Regions from separate parts of the Columba livia genome. Here region 1 is linked to region 2. Evidence: chromatin contacts called from public Hi-C data. All regions are on one chromosome and are shown on one strand. Each heading gives the region's core, a stretch centred on a gene start, on an enhancer-like site or on the middle of the called end of the contact. The rest is flanking DNA. Distances are from core to core; before and after follow the strand shown. Region 1 holds the start of MTBP (MDM2 binding protein). Region 2 holds the start of COL14A1 (collagen type XIV alpha 1 chain).

Region 1 (2,865 bases), core at 218-2,717, 170 kb before region 2:
CAAAATGACATACTCTCTCAACACTTCTATGCAATAAAAAGCCCAACATTTGAAAACAGCCTACCATTCCCATCTTCATTAATTTTAACAGCTTAGAGTGGTTCCCTCACATGAATCAGAGTTAGATGACAGCTAAGAAAATGAGGTGCATCTTAACAGCTTAACACTAGATATCCAAAACATGTAAAGATCTACGAAAGTATTTGTTTACCAAATGACCCCCCAAAACATAAAGGTCCTAAAGCAGATCTTCAGAAGTCTATTTCAAGATGATAAAATGATTTAATACATATTAACAGATTACGGTTCTGAATTGCTACACAACAAATATTGCTTTCACTAAAAACATTAGAAGACATCATAGAAGTGATGAAAATATCAAGCTGCCCACTGACATGAGAAACAAGCCCTTTTCTGCTCTTACTTGCTGTTAAGACACATTGAAATTTGTCAGGCTTTCAAAATTCTTGTCTAAAGCTATTTAATCATTTCCTAACAGCTCAGCTGCTGACGTGACATCAGTTTTCCACAGAACCAGCAGCAGCAGTCCTGCCCGCAGGTTTAGCCACACCGCAGAAGTTGGGTTTCCTTAACTTTCTGACTCATTTCACCGAGATCACATGTGTCCAGGCCAATTCCTCGGCAATATTTGTCTTTACCTTACTGTACATTTCTATATTTACCTGGGAAGGTGCTCACATCTGTGTTTATAGCTGAGTTACAGCTTTCTTTCAGAAACTGATAAATGTTTGCAGCAGTCCCAGCTGGGGAAAAAGAAAAAAAGAAAGGGTTTTCTTCAATCCACTAATTACTGAAGTTAAGTCTTGCTTTCTTGCAAATACACTATTATAAAGTTACTTTAATATTAGCAGTCTGGTGGTTTGGACTAGATGACCTTTAAAGGTCCCTTCCAACACAAACTTCTCTATGATTCTATGTATTTAAAAAAGAAAAAAAATAAAAAAGTCAGCTACAAATTTGAAGACGTGTAAAGAAACAAATTTTGTAAAATTCTCGTTAAAGTAGTGGCGATCTCAGGAATGCTATAAGGAGTTATATAGCAGTGTCACACTAAAACACAACCCCCACAAGTTTAGGTTTAAGGTATTACATTTAAAAAAAAAAAAAGAAAGAAAGAAAAGCAGAGGAGGGGGGGAGATTTAACGAGGTAGGGACCCAGAAAGCCCGCAAGGGTGCAGGTCCCAGACCAGCGGCCGTAAAGAAAATCCTCCCTAAGGGCGGCCGGACGGGCCCCGGGCTCCCCACACGCGCGGCCTCCACGTCCCGTCCCGTCCCGTCCCGTCCCGTCCCCTGCGGCCGTACCTGCCCCTGGGCCCCGGCGCTGCCCCCAGCTCAGCAGCAGCACGTAGCGATCCATGCCCGGACGGGGACGAAGCCGCCGCCGCTCCGAACAGCCCGCGCTGCCGGCTTCGCACCGCCCCTACCAGGGCAGCGCTTCCGCTTCCCGCCGGTGCGGCGGCCAAGGGGCTCCGCTTCCCTTCCCTTCCCCTCAGCCGCGGCGGGAGGGCGGCCATGGCCAGTTACACCAAGGCGGCCCAGGTGAGCGCGGCCTCTCCCCCTGGACGCGAGGGGACGCGGCGGCGGGAGCGCGGTGGCCGCCATGGCGAGGAGAGCGGCCGTGAGGGAGCGGGCGGGCGCCGGGCCGGAGCAGCACCAGGGCCCCGGGGTGGCGGGCGGACTTGTCACGGAGCGGCCGTGTTCGCCCTGAGGGGCCTGCTGGCGGTGTGACTGTCTGACTGACTGACTGTGAGGAACAAGGTGCCAGCTGCAGGCGGCTCAGGCTGTTCGTGTTCACAGAACTACGTTCGGGGGAGTTGTGCCCTGTTCACTGAGAGGGAAGAAGATGTTGGGCATTAAATGGCCTGGTTTTCCAGGTCAATTAGCCGTAATGGAAGACTTGTAGCAAGAGAGATTAATTTTTGAAACAAAAGGCTTGGAGCTGGTAATCTTTCAGTGCTATTACCACCACATACATTGGAAGCACACACAGCAGTGGTTGTATCACAGTGTGTAGCAGCATTCTCCACCCATTTAAAGATTATTTAGGAGGGATATTGTTGAATATTCACATTTCTTCTAGTATTTTGGAGTTTAAAAGAAGTCGATCTAATTAGAGAGGCTAGATTTATGTATGGTACTGTGTTCTTAATATGTTAAGTACTACCTCTCTCTCTTTTAGCAATGGGCTACCTTTGCCAGAGCCTGGTATCTGCTCGATGCGAAGATGCAGCCACCAGGAAAAATAGCAGCTGCAGCTGTCATGAGGCTTGAAGGCAAGCATAAACCTATTTATCATGCACTAAGTGAGTATTGCAACAGATAAAAGTAAATTTGCTTTCCATCACTTGTATTTTTCTTCTGATTTCAGTTTTAAAATCAAGCCTGATACATGAAGATACATTTTGCAATTGTTTGCAAATTATGTCTTCGTTTTCCTTCTCATCTTTTTCCTTCATACCCCTCTACAACTTTTTTTGTTGTCTTTACCAATTCATATAAAGCTTCTTATGAATACATCATTTAGTTTTAGTAGCCAAATCACAGTACATTGTGCTTCCATTTTTTAAAAAAAACCTTGAAATCTGTTTTGTTGCATTGATATTAAATGTAAGGATTTAATTCACAGTTCATGTAACGAAATACTGATGTGATTCTTGATTAGATTTTCTGAATGCTACCCTTCAGCAGCTATACAATGCCATAGGGTCTTCCATAGAGTGGTTCTTCTATTCTGGATAAGGTGCAGAGAAATCTTGTCTTCATGAGGCTATAGGCACAAACTGAAAGACAGGAGGTTCCTTCTGAACATCAGGAAGCATTTTTTTCTATGAGGGGGACTGGAAG
Region 2 (3,180 bases), core at 92-2,591:
GTGGGGTGAGCGCCGCTCCCCCTGTGCCCACAGCTGCTCCCTGAGGCCGGCTCCCCAGGAACGGGGCACCTTCTCCCGAGGGAACAACCTGTCTTCGAGGTGCCCCAGTACTGGAGAAACCCCAGGGACGTCTTCATGCTCTGTGCCGCCCCGGCAAGGAGGCTGAGCCGCCTGGGCGCAGCCCTGGCACCTCTCCCCGAGGCTGGCAGGTTAGCGCTGCCCTCCCGCGCACCAGCCCTCTCGGTAGCTCGTTACGGAGCGGTGTGACCCTGCGTCCAGCCGCTGCCCGGGAACGGGCACCCGCTTCTCGGCTCGACATCCCACTGGGCGAAAGGAAAAGCGCGACCTGCCCCGGCACCACCGCGGCCCCGAGGGAGCCGCCGGGCCCGCCGTCATGGCCGCCCCCACGCGGGACGGGCGGGAAAGCGCGGAGGAGTCGGCGGGGCGGGGATTCCGCCCCGGCTCTGACAGACCCGCCGGCGGTGCCGCGACACGGCGGGCGCGTTTCGCTCGCCTCCCGCAGCCCCCGCAGACACGGGGGCCGCGGCTCACAAACGCGGCGCCGCTCCTGAGCCCCCGCCTCCCACGCGAATTCCCACGCAAGTTCAGAAAAGGGCAGCGGGGAGTGCGTTACGTCCGCCGAGCTGAGGCGAGGGTCGGGGCCTGAGAAACCCAGCGGCCCGCTGGCAGCCCCCAGCAGACCCCGCTGCAATATTCCCCCCAGGCTGAGAAGCCGGGGCGCAGCGATCTGCTCCGACGTGCCGCGGCAGGGAGGATGCACCCGCAGGGGCGATGCAGGCAGCAACCAGACCCTCCGTTTTAAAGAGCGGCCGGTTACTTTGTAATTATGATTATTTATAAAAGAAAGGCTTTTGCAGCAGTTTCTAAGGAGCTCCCCCTCCCCGCCCCAGGTGCGCCGCTTCCCACCCCTCCATCCTCACACAGCTCTCCCCTCCGGGGCTTCGCGCCGGCCGCCGCGGTGGTGGCCGGGCAGGTGTGCGGGAAGCGCTCCTGACCCCTCCACCGGCTTTATCTCCCCGGAGCCAGCCCCCCGCCCCAGCCCTCGAAGGAGACGACGCGGAGCTCACACCGACCTGCGCAGACACCAGCGGGGGAGCGGCCGCTGGGGGTGCGCTCAGGCGGGGCTGCGGGTGCTGAGCCGGCTGCGGGAGCGCCGCTTCCCTCCCCTCTGGCCGCTCTTCCCCTCGCCGCGCCGCATCTGATAAGGCAAAAAGGGAGCGAAAGGAGGCGGGCAATTATAGCGCAGAAAGTGGAAAGAAGGGGTGGGGGAAAGAGGCATGAGCGGTGCCTCCGCCCCCGAGCCCGAGCTCCGCGGCGGGGGCGCGGCCAGGTGCGCGGGGAGGCAGGGCCGGGGTGGGACCCCGGCGGGGCGGGTTTGGGGCAGCGTTACAAGCGCAGGTGCTGGGCTTGTCAGTGTCATCTTTCTTCTGGTTTTGCTACTTTTTAACTCACTTCCCTCTCCCCGAAGTTTCTCGTTCACTTCGTTTTAAGTGATTTAAAAGGTGTCAAGCAGTACGGCTTGGAATGCAAGTATCCCCCGGTGCCGGGTATTGCGATGTGTAGATTAATGATTCATCGGGGAAATATTTATATTAAAGTGTTCCAGTACTTGTCTGGCTTAGTATAAACCTTGATTAAAAGCGTCATAGTACATATGCACATTCTTGCCATATGTACAGACACTGCAGTGGGGATGTGCAATTGCAGAATCAATATTCATATAGAAATATGAGTATCTTTACGGTATACCCCACTGAATTTACAATTAAGGCCACTGCTCACAAAGTCCCAAGAATTTAAGAGGTGAATGAAAATATTAATTTCAACATGCCTGGTCATCTGTATACAGTTACAAATGAAATCACTGAAGGATTTTAGTTAAGAAACAACAGGCATAGGTGAAACAAGAGATGTGCAACCCTTTCTTAAAATAGGAGCCCCTTTTAGGGAAGGGGAAGGCAGCAAGTCCCAGGGAGATGACAGTGACTGTAAAGCAAGACCTATTGTTGTTGAGTAGGATTCCACAGTGCTGCAGACTCATGTCCAGATTCACAGTGCACAGGTATCTTTCCACTAAAACTGCAGCTTTTTAAAAAAACTCTTTAAGTGCAGTTGTTTTCTATAGCAAAGGTTAAAAAGCATTCTTAGATCTGAAAAGCATCTCCCAGCTCTAGGAATCGGGAGATCCTGTCATCTGCAGTTATTCTTTTGCACCGCCAGCTGTGTGCAATGGCAAGACTTGTACCAGTCAAGAAGAGATAAGCCGCAAGATAACAACTCCTCTGAAGCAATAAGAAGTTCAGCTTATCGATGCTAAATGTGATATATTTTGTACCTTTTCAGTCCCTGATTTATGTATATAGCTAAACAATAATATCCAGAAGACAAGGAAGCAGATGGATACATCTATTTGCAATGCCCTTCAAGACTTGGTAAATGTAGAGAGATAAATCAGGGCAGGACAAGGAGCAGCCTGCCAAAGGGAGAATTTGGCTCCCTTTCTCTCATTTTTTTTTTTTTCCGGATTTATAACGTAGAATGCAAAGTCCATGAGCACCACCCTGTGGCTGCAGCTGGTCGGAGTACTGGGACTCAGTGGAAAGTCCTGAGGATCCTGCTGACCGGTAAATAGATTCCATAACTATTTGCAGCCCTCAAATGACTTTATGCTTTAATTTTTAATCACCCGTTTGCATCAGAAATAAAGTTAATATTTTAAGCTTATGCAAAATGTGTACTTTCAAGGGTAAGTCGGCTGATTTTATTAATATCAGTTTATTTACACTATTTGTCCACTTTTTAGAGTGAATCACAGTTGTTACCATTGAGCTTTACTCAGCTTACTCTGGAAACCATGATAAATCTTGTGTAGGGCAACGAAGATGATTAAGGGAGTGGAGCATCTCCCTTATGAGGAAAGGCTGAGGGAGCTGGGGCTCTTTAGCTTGGAGGAGACTGAGGGGTGACCTCATTAATGTTTATAAATATATAAAGGGTGAGTGTCACCAGGATGGAGCCAGGCTCGTCTCAGTGACAACCAATGATAGGAAAAGGGGTAATGGGTTCAAACTGGAACTTAGGTTCCACTCAGGTTCCTCAAACTTAGGTTCCACTCTGAGAAGAAACTTCTTCTCACTAAAGGTAACAGACACTGGAACA

The links. A called contact is a pair of places that touch in the nucleus more often than the background predicts.
Region 1: a contact with region 2 is called in a Hi-C map of crop, with 6 times the contacts expected there. The contact joins the promoter of MTBP here to the promoter of COL14A1 in region 2. A contact is called at or near these places in 2 of 2 Hi-C or Micro-C datasets (crop and liver).

What each region holds. Positions count from the first base shown.
Region 1 is chr2:148,723,495-148,726,359 of bColLiv1.pat.W.v2, reverse strand. MTBP (MDM2 binding protein) reads right to left here and starts at 1,467. Exons shown (of 22, transcript XM_065054344.1): 1 at 1,324-1,467; 2 at 684-764. The coding sequence starts at 1,378. MRPL13 (mitochondrial ribosomal protein L13) reads left to right here and starts at 1,398. Exons shown (of 7, transcript XM_005507277.3): 1 at 1,398-1,560; 2 at 2,201-2,324. The coding sequence starts at 1,534.
Region 2 is chr2:148,557,822-148,561,001 of bColLiv1.pat.W.v2, reverse strand. COL14A1 (collagen type XIV alpha 1 chain) reads right to left here and starts at 1,341. Exons shown (of 48, transcript XM_065054335.1): 1 at 1,095-1,341.